Regions from separate parts of the Sus scrofa genome. Here region 2 is linked to region 1. The links are chromatin contacts, called in public promoter capture Hi-C maps. All regions are on one chromosome and are shown on one strand. Each heading gives the region's core, a stretch centred on a gene start, on an enhancer-like site or on the middle of the called end of the contact. The rest is flanking DNA. Distances are from core to core; before and after follow the strand shown.

Region 1 (6,337 bases), core at 654-3,153:
CATATACACTGAAGACTTTGTCTTTTTTTTTGCCTTCTCTAGGGCTGCTCCCGCGGCATATGGAGGTTCCCAGGCTAGGGGTCCAATCGGAGCTGCAGCTCCCGGCCTTTGCCACAGCCACAGAGGATCCAAGCCGAGTCTGCAACCTACACCGCAGCTCATGGCAACATCAGATCCTTAACCCGCTGAGTGAGGCCAGGGATCGAACCCAAAACCTCATGGTTCCTAGTCGGATTCATTTCCACTGCACCACGACGGGAACTCCTACACTGAAGACTCTGGCAATGGGCTCACAGCCTTCTCTCCACTGGATTGCCGCCACCACCTGCGGTGGCCTTTGGGGTTGATCCATCCCACGCCTTGGGATCTCTGTCCCTTCACTTCATCTCCAAATACCATTTCAGCCGTGGCTTCTCATGGGCAGAACCTCCTCCTGATGCCTGGAACCCAACACTGTACCCCCGGGCGAACTCTCCCAAGCTTCTGGCCCATTCATCCAGTTACTCCCATCACGTTAAGGCTTATTCCTCAGCAAGGCCTCAAATTTGCTCACTTTTCCCGTCTCCCAGCCTCTTCTGGCTTCATGTCACGCACCCCTATCCGGCTTGAACGGCACGCTCTTCAATCACTGTCTTTCGAAGCCCCAGCCTGGATGGGTCCTACAGCCTTTTTCTGTGCAGACCTCACAATGGAGAAAAGCACACGGCCAAGGAGAGGGGGGCCTCCAGGTCAACAGCCACGCGTCTCACCTGCATCCTCTACAGGGACAACTTCTCTGTCACAGCACCACTGAGCCCACCCTGGGGAGCTCAGCGCTCCTCCGACCTAACCCTAATCCATTCTCTCCGGCTCCTCTGCGGTCTTGAGTCACATCTCCTGCCCTCTGCCCCCTGGATGGACGGCCTCTCCCCCGACCCTGAAACTTTTAGGATCATCTAAATAAGTGAAAGTGCTTCAGTCTCTCTCCTCTAAATAAATAAGCTCTCTCCGGAGCACATCCCCCCTCAGCTGCTGCTTCCTCCCCTTCATAATCAGACACCTACACGCCCTACCTTCTCGAGTTCCCCACCTCCTTACTCTCTGCCCTGCTGCCATCTGGCTCCTGCCTCCACCAGCCGTATAGCTGCTCACACAAGGCCATGGGGTACCATTCAGTGTTGCTCTGACACAGGTGACGGTCCCTCCTCCCCTGTGTTTCTGAGACATCACACCCCTGTTGTCCACCTGTACCGCAGCCCCCTCCTTCCGTGACCCCTGAGGTTGGAGGTGGTCTAAGGCCTCTGATAGGCCTTCTGCTCTCAAGACTTCAACTCCCAGCGAACGCTGATTCCTCACAAATCTACATCTTCAGACATTTCATCGGACTGCCTACTAGACAGTCTTTTTTGCGTAGCTGTTACAGAGGCTGCTCAGGGACAACCTGGCCAGAACCATATTACACTCTCTTCAACTCATCTCTCCTCTACCTCCCTCTTCTGAGCGAATGGCAGCCCCCCTTCCCCATCCTGTTCCAGGGCAGACCTGGAATAATTTAAGATCAATATTTACAGAATGAATAAACGAACCCTTGAGCCTCCCTCCTTCTCCCCAGCCTACCACCAATACTTGTCAATTTTACCTCCTGCTATATCCCTGTGCTTCTTTCTTAATCGAGGCTAGCTGCCCCCTAGGCATCCTCCGAAAGGCTTCCAGGACCCTCAACTCCTGCCAGAGCAGTATTCGTGCCCTCTGTCCCCACGGCCTGTGACTGCCGCCAAGGCACGGACTCAGTGTTGGCCGGCCCTGATGGGTGACACCCCACTGCACTGGGAACTCCATCCCCATAAAGCGCCCACAGCAGGGCACACCGGAGGCGCTCAGCAAGCACTACACGGATGGAGCAAAGTAACAGAGGAGTAATAAGCGAAAGGGCCACGCAGGGGATCCTCCGCGGAGCGCAGCGGACACGCGGTCGCGGGAAGAAGGCCAGAGGTCCCAGCAGCGTTCAAGGCCGCGCAGGGTACACTCCACGTACCCCTCCCGGTTCCACGCTGCGGCCAAGAAGCCCTGCCCCCACCTCACGCGGCTCTCCCGGCGACCAATAGAAAAGGTCCCCGGGCCCCCTCTGGGGGCGCTGCGGGCCCGCGCACGGCTTCTCAGCCAATGGGAACGGCCGGCTTCGTTCTCGCGGCGGGGCGGGGCGGGGCGGGGCGCTGTCCCCGGACCGCGGGGGCGCCGGCGTGTACCCACGGAGTGTTTCTGTACCCACGGAGTGTTTCTGTACCCACAGAGCTTTCCTGCGAGCGTAGCCTCGGCTCCCATCGGGCGCAGCCGACGGATGATGGGGCGTCTGGGTGTCCGGCGCGGCCTGGAGTGGTTGCTGGGCTTCTACTTCCTCTCCCACATCCCCCTCACCCTGCTCGTGGATATGCAGGCATTGCTGCCGCCCGATCTCTACCCCGTCGAGGTGAGGGCGCCGTCGGTCCTGGCCGCCAGTCGCTGAAATTGGGGCCTCTCGGCGCAGTGGTTGCTCCGGCGTCTCCGTGGCCTCCACTGCTGGGGCCTCGCTGTCAGGGTTCCCTCCCGCATTTCTTGGGTCCCGCAGGCACTGCGGCCCTTCCTTACCCTTCGACTCGACTTCTTCCTCGGGGTTTTCTTTGTCTTCCAGCCGCTCTCCCCGAGGCTCCTGGGGGCAGACACTTTGCTCCTTTTAACTACGGTCCCCCTGGGTTTGTTGAGGCTCTCACACCCTAGCTCTGGTCAGTTGTCAATATTTGAGGGAAGTGGCCGAATTAACCAGTGTCTGAATCACACGCTGGATTTGTGTGTGTGATTTTTTGGGGTTTTTTTTTTTTTTTGCTTTTCAGGGCCGCACACCCGGCATATGGAGTTTCCCAGGCTAGGGGTCCGATCGGAGCTGTAGCCGCTGGCCTACAACCACAGCCACAGCAACGCCAGATCTGAGCTGTGTCTGCGACCCACACCACAGCTCATGGCAATGCCAGATCCTTAACCCACTGAGCGAGGCCAGGGATTGAACCTGCATCCTCATGGTTCCTAGTGGGATTCCTTTCTGATGAGCCACAACAGGAACTTCTGGATTTGTTTTAAAGTTGTGTTTCTTGGGAGAGCTGTAAAAATGCAGGCTAATCCCAAAGAAATAATACAAGTAGAATTAGACCCGTTTAAAGGACATTCGCAGACCGTCCTTAGCAACTTCAAAAGCTTTACCCTTTCAAATTGGTCTTTAATTGGGTTTGAGGAAGAATGATCACCTGAGTAGAAATAGGCGGAAGCCCCATTTCCTGGTTGTTGGAGAACATTCTCCATCCCAAACTTTGCTTGAATGCTTTTTATTTCTTCACTTTTATTTTCATGTCTGGACCCTGTAACCTTCTATCACAGAATTCCAGTCCTTGGTTCCCTGCTTTTCCAATCTGTAGAATTGTGAGCAAGGGTGACTTGTCTATCAAAAGACTTGGTTTTGCCACTGATTCTCCCTAAATGCTTTTTCTCTGCAGAGCAGCGGTTCTTAACCTGACAGCCACAAACCTCTAAATGGGTATGCAAAATTGTGTGCAGCTGGTGTTTTCTGTAGCTTCCATCAACTTTTCCAGGGGTCTGACCCTCCCAAAAAGTTACAGACATAGTGTGGTGTGTCTGTAGCTCCAACCCTAAACTGGGAAGATCTCTGACCGACCTTTTCCTGGGAAAAGTGTGGGTTGTGTGTGGCAAGAGCACTGGAACGCAGTCTGGGAACTTGGACCAAGAACCAGTTGAGTGTCTTGGGCAAGTCAGAGCTGTGTAGCTTCAGCTGTCAAGTAAGAGTTGAGTTAAATAACAAGCTCAGGAGTTCCCATTGTGGTGCAGTGGTTAACGAATCTGACTAGGAACCATGAGGTTGCGGGTTTGATCCCTGGCCTTGCTCAGTGGGTTAAGGATTGGGCATTGCCATGAGCTGTGGTGTAGGTCACAGACGCAGCTCAGATCCCGTGTTGCTGGCATAGGCTGGTGGCTACAGCTCCGATTAGACCTCTAGCCTGGAAACCTCCATATGCCGCCGGAGCGGCCCTAGAAAAGGCAAAAAGACAAAAATCAAGCTCAAACATACACAATGTGCATTAGTTTCCTATTGCTCCTGTAACATTACAAAAACTAAAATGGCTTGAAACAACATGAGCAGTTCCTGTTGTGGCTCAGCAGGGTATGAACCTGACTAGTATCGTGAGGATGCAGGTTCGATCCCTGGCCTCTCTTAGTGGGTTAAGAATCAGGCGTTGCTGTGATCTGTAATGTAGATCGTAGACGAGACTTGGATCCTGTGTTTCTTTGGCTGTGGTGTAGGCCAGCAGCTGCAGCTCCAATTTGACCCCTAGCCTGGGAACTTGAACATGTTGCAGGTGCAGCCCTAAAAAACAAACAAAAAAAGCAGGGAAAGTATCTTTGGATTTTCCATTGTAATAGGAAGTTGTCTTATTTGTCATATTTGGCTTTGAAGGCACCATCTCTGAGTTAAACTCAACTACGTAGTGTGGAGAGCCCTTAGGCTTTGGGCTCTTTATTGAGCACAAAAAGGGAAGCCTTAACTCCCCTGCCCCCCTCCCCCGCCATGGCAATGTCACCATGGATCTGTGTCTTTTTTGTGTGTCTTTTTAGGGCTACACCCACAGCACATGGAGGTTCCCAGGCTAGGGGTCAAGTCAGAGCTGTAGCCGCTGGCCTACACCACAGCCACAGCCAGGCCAGATATGAGCCGCAACTGCGACCTACCTCACGGCAGATCTGCATCTTTTGATTTGATGTGTACAAAGGTGGGGCCCAAGCTAGAGATGAGACCACTCACTCTTGACAGCCTAGAAGCTATATAGTTTGTGGTTTGGGGCAGTTTTTTCTACAAATATCCTCTCGTCTCCTAAAACGGGGAAATAAATACTTTAGAATGGGTTGGGGGGAGTTAAGAATGATCAGGAGCTTGAGATTTGGAGATTACCTAATTATCTAAAATTGCATCCTCACAGACGTTAGGTTTATTTCCTCCCCCCACCCCACCCCCAAAAAAGGAAATTCATTTCTGTGTTTGAGGAAATCTGGCCCTCGGAGCTTGCTGTGCTGTTGCTGGTGAAAGAACCAATGTCAGAATGGCTTTTACACGTGATTTCTTTACAAAGGTTATTGCTGGCAGATGTCAAGTCTGTGTGTTCATTCAGCAAACCAGGAGCCTACTAAGTGCCAGGTACTGTTGCTCTTGACAGTAGGCAGCACAACTGCACATGTGTTATCGCTGAGTCACAGGCAAATGCTTGGTAGCACACAGGCTGGAAGAGCTGAGCAGAACGAACACCTGAGTGAGAGCTAGTGAGTTTGTATCTAGGCTGCATCTCAAAAGCCAGCGGGGAGTGTGCCTGAAGCCAAGGGGGCTGGATACTGAGGGGCTCTTCCAGTGGGTTGGAGCTGCCGAGCCTGACCTGCCAGGTGGCTGCATTCATCGCGATCCCCATCTTTCCCCAGCTGAGAAACCTGTGCAAGTGGTATACCCAGGAGTTCAAAGACACTCTGCTCCAGAGCCCCCCAGCGTGGTTTAAGGCCTTCCTGTTTTGCGAGCTTGTGTTTCAGCTGCCTTTCTTTCCCTTTGCAACATATGCCTTTTTCAAAGGTTAGTAAATGGTGGGGAAATCCCATTTTTGCTCTGAAACCAGGTCCCAGGGATCTTTTGGGAAAGTTTCACCAACAGAGAGGGAGGAGTCTCTGTGTCGTGTGTGAGGCGATACAGGACCTGGTGGGCCGGGCTGGGAGAGATCTTGCCAGGAAACATTGATGTGGCCGAGCCTGGTGTCTGTGGTCGGCTGGACGTCCCTCGTACACAAGAAATCTGAGGCTGCTTTAAAGATTGGACTTGCTCCTTTCGGTTTCCCCCACAGAATTTTTGTGGGTTGCCTTTTGTTTTTCTGCTTTGGGTCGTGTCATAGTGGCTTATAAGCGGCAGCATCAAGCTGATTCCTGAAGCTTAACTTTCAAGTGCATTTTAGACCAGCCGGTTTAATGGGTAATGGCCATTTTACTGCCCTCGAGTTTTCCTGGATTAAGTTCCGCCCCCCACCCTGCTCTTCAGCAGCCCCTGCGCTGGGGCTCCAGCTGTCACGTGCATGTGCACACTGGACACTGTTAATCACACCAAGTTTTCCATTTGTTTCCACCTGGGAAAGGAGGCAGAATGACTGAGCCAGAGGGAGCCCGCAGAGGGGGTGGAGGCTCTTGGGGAGCTCGGAGCAGATCTAACCCTTGTCTCTTTTCCTCCCCTGACCTCAGGAGGCTGCAAGTGGATCCGCACCCCTGCAATCATCTACTCAGTTCACACCAT
Region 2 (6,778 bases), core at 1,026-3,525, 350 kb after region 1:
CCACGGTGCCTGTCCGGTGCTCCTGGCAGGCGCAGGTGACGCGGGGGTGGAAGTCTTTGCGCACGTGCAAAGCGGCCTCCTTCCTCAGGCACTGAGAGGGATGGAAGAGCATGGGACTCACCCATTCCTGGCCCTCTTCCCGCAACTAAGCAGCCCGGGCGGGTGGGGTGGAAGGGTGGGGAAGGGACCACCCAGAAGCAGGTCTAGCAGGGCGGCAAGGCTGGGCCCAAACCTCTAACGGATCTGGTGCCGCCTCTCCCCGCCCACACCCACCACAGCCTGGAGCCCGACGTGGCCTTAGCGCCTACCTGGGGCAGCTCCGCCAGGACGCGGTCCCTCCGCACTGGCGCCAGGATGTTCATCTTGCCTGCGGCTTTGCGGGGCGCCTGGAGAAGGCGCAGAGGCCTGATCCGCCCCAGCGACTCGCGCCCGCGGAGACCCGACAATCACCCTCGACCGAGGGGTCCCGACTATAACTCGGGGCCACGGGGAGCCTAGGGGAGCCCGTGGCCTCGGGGACGCTACGACCACCGCAGGCCACGGGGATGAGACAATCACTCGGGGCCGGGGCGAACCCACAATCACCCGGGCCCGGGGCGTCCCGAGGACGACTCGGGGACGGGGAGACTCCTGGGCCACCAAGTGGGGTCGAGGAGTCCCGTCTGGGGGGACCCGGGCCCGCGCAGATCCTACAATAACTCGGGGCCGAATAGTTCCTACAATAACTCGAGGCCGTGGGGACCCGACGACAACTCGGGGTTGAGGCGGCCCTACCATAACAGAACGGCCCGGGGGCCCGGAGCGGCCCCGCCACACGGGGTCAGTGTAGGCAGGGACGGCGCGGGCGGGGGTCGGCTGGAGGAGGGGGCGAGGGGCCCAGTCCGCTGCAGGGCCTCTGGTCCCACTCTGCTCTCCCTCAGAGAGCGCTGTAACTTGATCCCCGGAAATTCCTGGGAAAGGGCCGCCCCCCGCCCCTCTCCCGGCAGCTCTCAGCCTCGCAGCCCGCCCTGGCCTCCCCCTCCTCTTCTCCCCCGACCGCTGCCCCAGCAGAGGCTCCCCCCGCCAGACGCCTCACGTGGCACCAGGCCTGCCCCCACCCAGGTTGGAATCTGTCCAGTTCGGGATCCCCCGGGTCTCTCTCCTCTGCACCTCCGGTGCTGGTCGGAGCCTCCGTGGGGACCCTTACCCAGCCGAATTGGTGATGGGGAATCGGTGATTGCTGCGCAGCATCTGGTTGTGCCAGGAACCAGCGGGAGGGGAAAGGGGGAGAGAAGGGGCCCTAGGAGAGGCGGCGCTTCCCTCCTCAACTCCAGGCCCAGGGCATGACTCATATTGTCTGCCCCCGCTCGCCCTTCTGCCCTGGGAGGTGATGGTGGGGAGCGCAGAGGGGGTGTCAGGGTCGGAGTCAGGTGCCCACCGAGGAGAGAGATGTCCGAAGTCTGGTGCCTTTTCCTCCAAGGCTGATCTGTAGATTGGGGGGTGGGGGCGAAGACCAAGCTGCCTCCCTCGATGGAGGGTAAAGGAGGGCTAGGAGAACCCAGGATTCCGCACTTTGGAGCGGTCACGGCTCTGGGCCAAAGGTACTCCTCTCTGGCATGGGCGTTCTTTGCTCTGACCCTATTTGAATCTTCCCCGCCCCCCTTTCCTTTTTACAGTCTGCAGTCTAGAAGAGGGGATAGCACATATCAATCTCACCTTCAAAGGGGGAACTCTGATTCCAAGAGGGGACGGGAGGGCAGAAAGGCTGTGTGAAGTGGGGTAAACACAGTCCCTCAAAGAAGCAAACCTGAGCATAACTAAACTGCTCTGTGTCAAGAACTGAATTTGAGGATGCAAAGATGACTGGAGCAAAGAGACTACTTGGGAAGGTACTGTGGAACGAAGTTATTCCCCCCCCCCCAAATGAGTGAATCCTGGAGAAATCTGAGCGCTAGGTGTTTGGAATATTGACAGTCTCTTAAAAGAGTATTATTGTGAAGATGCATGAAATCTGTCACAGGTAAAGGGGAAGATGTGGCCGCCTCCTACCCTCTCTTGACACTTAGCTCCTCCCTTCTGCCCCTCTGCTCCTCCCCTCTGCCTGACTCGACTTTTTCTGCCAAGGAATCACCGCGTTATAAATAAGCCATGTCCCCTCTGTCGACCTCAACTTCCACAGACGTTGTCTAAGGGAGTTGGACTGGACAAATTCTGCTCGAATGTTATAGAATTTTGCTTCACTCTCCCTAAGTCAATTTAACTACAATATATTAATTCCGTTTGCAGTGTTACAGTTCTTGGAACTGTAATTCTCTCCTCTAAAGTTGCTCAAGACGGGAAGCGTTCAGACCCTTGCAGCCGCGGGCTACACCATCCACCCGCCGCAGCAAACACGTGTCTCCAAAAAACTACAACCCCCATGAAGCTTTAGTGTCTGACATTAAAGAGGGGTGGTGCTAGTTTAGTCCCTCTCGCGAGGAAGTTAAATCTACCATTCCCGGCGGGCGCCGCGCTGCATATTATCCAATCAGCCTTAAGCAAAAAGAATCGCGAGTCTTCAGTGAGACTTGGCCCTATAAGCCCGTGGGAACAGGTCTTAGAAACCCTTTTCACGAAGATGGCGCCGAAGGCAAAGAAGGAAGGTGTGTGCTGGGGCTTGGGGTTCCACAGCTGACTGTCCTGGGATCCCCGTAAGCAGAGTGAACCGACTGGGCCGACTGGGAGGACGGTGGCAGGGCCAAGCCTTTGGGTGTCTGCTCCGGAGCGGCTCCTCACGTTTCGGCAATGCTGAGGAGCGCGTGGGCCCAGCCGCATGGGCTGGGTTCGGTGAAGGGGTTAGGGGAGGCAAGCCTGGCCGGCACCACCTGCCCAGGACAGCCAGACAGTCGGCCCTGGGGAGCTCCATGTCTCCAGGCCTGTAGAGAGTCTGTACCCTGAACTTGTTTTTCCTTTTTAACCCCCATGTTAAATGGAGCTGTATACCTTCCCAAGATGGCTGTGCGGTGGTATATATAAAACTATTAGTTCAGGTTCTGGCAGTTAGCAAGCGTTCGATCATTGCTAGTAAATTTTTTTCATCGTAACCCAAGTTCGCCCTAGTGTCGTGCATATGATGGAAAAACTTGAACTTCCTGAGGCTTGTGATGTCTTCAAAGGAACCACTGATGCACGTGTAGCCTGGGGCGCCCACTACTGGTCTTGAGGCCGGAAGCGATCGATTTCTGTATCTCTTGCACTCTTCATTTTCTTTATTTCTCTCAGCCCCTGCCCCTCCCAAAGCCGAAGCCAAGGCAAAGGCTTTGAAGGCCAAGAAAGCAGTGTTGAAAGGCGTCCACAGTCACAAAAAAAAGAAGATCCGGACGTCACCCACCTTCCGACGGCCCAAAACACTGCGACTCAGAAGGCAGCCCAAATATCCTCGGAAGAGTGCCCCTAGGAGAAACAAGTCAGTACTCCCCGGTACTTATGAAAAGATGTATGGGTGTTCTCTGTTGGTAGTTTGGATATTTACCAAACCTAGAGCATGGCTTCTCAGAATCATGTTGGTAATTTAGTGGGTTTCTGTAATGGGTGTGGGAGGAGATGATTTAAGAACAAAAGGTGTTTTGGGAATATTGGCAGGAATTGTTGTTTTAAACCCAGAGTCAGTGTCAAGGTTAGGTAATTTTTAGGTTAATAATTGCTTCCTGCGTGGTCTACTTTCTTGTGAGTGTAAAAGTGGGGCTTAAATGTTCTTTGTTCTGGGGTTCCAGGTTTAGGTTGTTCTTCATTGCACCTACTGCTGTAGGGAATAGTCCTTGAAGTTGAGGGTGTGGGGTTCTTTTTTTTTTTTTTTTTTTTTTTTTGTCTTTTTTCTTGGACCGCTCCGGAGGCATATGGAGGTTCCCAGGCTAGGGGTCCAATCGGAGCTGTAGCCATCGGCCTACGCCAGAGCCACAGCAACGGGGGATCCGAGCTGCGTCTGCAACCTACATCACAGCTCACGGCAACGCCGGATCCTTAACCCGCTGAGCAAGGGCAGGGACCAAACCCGAAAACTCATGGTTCCTAGTCGGATTCGTTAACCACTGTGCCACGACGGGAACTCCTGGGTTATTCTAGATTGATGAGATTCATTTGTCTCCACTGTGAAGGCCTGTAGCAGCTTTTTTCACTCACTTCTTTACACTCAAGGAATGGTCTGGCAGAGTGGGCAAAAGGTTAGGGTGCTTGATAGTTTTGGTGTCACACTGCTAGTAATGACTGGCCTTAAGGAGCACAGTTTAGAGTAGAGCCATGGTAGTAGTTAACCACCAGTGAGGACCCACTGCTTTCAAAGAAAAATAGTATGCTCTTGGAGAAAAGGACTTGATAAGGCTTTTTACCTCCACTTGAACCTAGATTTAGCAAGATGAGATGTTGAGATCTTACCTTTAGCTTCAAAACAGGACGATGTATCCAGGCAAATAGAGCCTTGCTTCTCTTTAAGTTTCAGGTGGAAAGATGTGTTGGGTGCGTTCAAGCTGCTGAATCTTTAACGTGAGCTAGCTGTAAATAAAAAGCTTTTAGAATTGATGGCCTGGGATTTCCTGCTGAGGTGCAGTGGTTGGTTTAAGGACCCTAATGCAGCGGCTCAGGTCACTGCTGGGGTACAGGTTTGAACCCTGGCCTGGGAACCTCCATGTGCTGCGGGCGTGGCCATAAAAAGAAGGAATCCATGGCCTGCAAGCCCTCGGAAGGGGCAAAATAATTGATTCTGCATCATGGTGAAGCATTAACATTCTTTGGAATCCTAGCCTGGGTTTCAAGATTCTGTGATATGTGTATTTTGGGGTTATCTAACCTCTTAAGTCTTGGGTTTCTTCTAGAAATTTGCCCTTCAGAAATGTTGAGGTCAGATAAAGAATGAAGACGTCTGGAACTCAGATCAGTGTTTAATCACTTAAAGGATGAAAGCCCTTCATAGGAAAGAGCACCAGGGTTCTGCCCCATGCTGAGCCTTCAGGTCCCCAGGCTTTGGGGTGCACATGATGACACCGTTAAGCGACCAAAGTCTGACAGAAATGATTGCTGCCTCGTTGTCTGATGCACTTGGGCTCCAGAAGAGGGCCCACCTTTTCTTTTACTGGGCCCAAGCCAGGTGACCCCTTTTTGCCTCTCCCAGGCTTGACCACTATGCCATCATCAAGTTCCCCCTCACCACTGAGTCAGCCATGAAGAAAATAGAAGACAACAACACACTTGTGTTCATTGTGGATGTCAAGGCCAACAAGCACCAGATTAAACAGGCTGTGAAGAAGCTCTATGACATTGATGTGGCTAAGGTCAACACTTTGATCAGGTGAGGGAGGTCCCACGGGGTGGGGAGGAGGCCAGCACCTCTGTCGGAAACCAGAAAACCTGAATGGAATGAAATTCTTTGATGCTGCTTTTGGGGTCAGAAGTAGGCTTTCCAGTGTGTAAGCCTTGAGAAGTGGGCAGTCCCTGCTACATTTACAGTCCCTTGTATGGAGTATGGATTTCGAACTGTCCTGCCTCTAGGGCTTGGGGGGATGGTGCTCATTTTCTTGATCCCTGTCTTTAGACAGAAGCAGGCCCGAGAGTAACATACAGTTAACATCAGAACACCTGCGGTGTTTCCCATAAAATGAAACTGGCTCCTTTTGTGGCTTAGTGGGGTCACTGATCCCCTCTGTGCAAATGATGGAAAAACTGCTGTGTGTGTGTGGGGGGGGAATGACATGAACAAAGGAACCACTGATGTGCCAGAAGACTGGGGAGGAAGAGAGTGTATAGGGGCAGGGAGGGCAGCAAGGACTAAGGCTTCCTTCTCCACCCTAGGCCTGATGGAGAGAAGAAGGCATATGTTCGACTAGCTCCTGACTATGATGCTTTGGATGTTGCTAACAAAGTAAGCTTCCTTTACTACAAACTCCTTAACACCCCCCTTCCTGGGTGCAAATGATGTATCTCTAAGCGACCAAAGCCTGAATCAAACTTCGGTGATTAGTCTCAACTGACTGACTGCACCCCTGTCTTACCCCTTATCTTGTGCCCTCATTTTGCATTTTAACTATGACATTCCCACTTTAATCTTCACATTTCAGCTCCCAGTAACAAAGCTCCCTTTTGTTTTTCAGATTGGGATCATCTAAACTGAGTCCAGCTGGCTAATTCTAAATATAAAAGTCATCACTAAATGCATGCTTTTTTGTCTGTATGTTGATTTCTGGTTGGGAGGCCTTACTGTGGTATATACACACCTGAGTAAGAGGGCTTGGGCAAGACTCTTGGTCTCAGTTACCTAACCCTGTTGGGACACTTGGCACTGTCACCTCACCATACTTATGTCAGTGACCAGACTGGGGTTGGTGTTTTTAGGACAACTACAGCTTGCCTCCATCACAGAGGTAAGAGACCAAGCAAGAAGCTTTACAAGAACCTTTTCCTTTATCTCTGGAAGAGGCTTTGTATAAAACCAATACTCAGTTTTCATTAGCACCCATTTTAGGGCAGTGCGAGTTGGCTGCTGGCTTTCCCGTAGCACCTTGTCCCCACACCCATCTACTCTGTCCAACCGGTCTGTCTGCTTCCCTCATCCCTTGCCCAAGAAAGGACAAGGACTTCAGAAGAGTACTTTCATTAGGGTTTTCAATAGTAGGTGCAGATGTGAAAGGTGGAGAGCATGGCCCCAGAGGACGCCTCAGGTGAGGGCTGAAGTCTCAGTTTATATGTGAGGCTGTTTTTTGTCACAAGTCCCTGGGTCTGTGCTTTTCACTCGGTCAAGAACTTGTCCTTGTGTTTCTGCCTGGGTATCTGC

What was found. Promoter capture Hi-C pulls out the DNA fragments that hold promoters and counts their contacts.
Region 2: a promoter capture Hi-C map of fetal liver shows a contact between it and region 1, with 2.6 times the contacts expected there. The contact joins the promoter of RPL23A here to the promoter of TMEM97 in region 1. A contact is called at or near these places in 1 of 5 promoter capture datasets (fetal liver) and 1 of 2 datasets of contacts at active chromatin or transcription factors (alveolar macrophages).

What each region holds. Positions count from the first base shown.
Region 1 is chr12:44,601,861-44,608,197 of Sscrofa11.1, forward strand. TMEM97 (transmembrane protein 97) reads left to right here and starts at 1,904. Exons shown (of 3, transcript XM_021067476.1): 1 at 1,904-2,446; 2 at 5,488-5,632; 3 at 6,286-6,337. The coding sequence starts at 2,318.
Region 2 is chr12:44,954,576-44,961,353 of Sscrofa11.1, forward strand. It overlaps RPL23A (60S ribosomal protein L23a), which reads left to right and starts at 2,276. Exons shown (of 5, transcript XM_003131772.3): 1 at 2,276-2,621; 2 at 3,241-3,424; 3 at 5,123-5,299; 4 at 5,800-5,869; 5 at 6,099-6,162. The coding sequence starts at 2,597. The coding sequence ends at 6,113. It overlaps RAB34 (RAB34, member RAS oncogene family), which reads right to left and starts at 362. Exons shown (of 10, transcript NM_001123178.1): 1 at 309-362; 2 at 1-91. The coding sequence starts at 362. It overlaps TLCD1 (calfacilitin), which reads right to left. Exons shown (of 3, transcript XM_013989985.2): 3 at 6,390-6,778. The coding sequence ends at 6,733.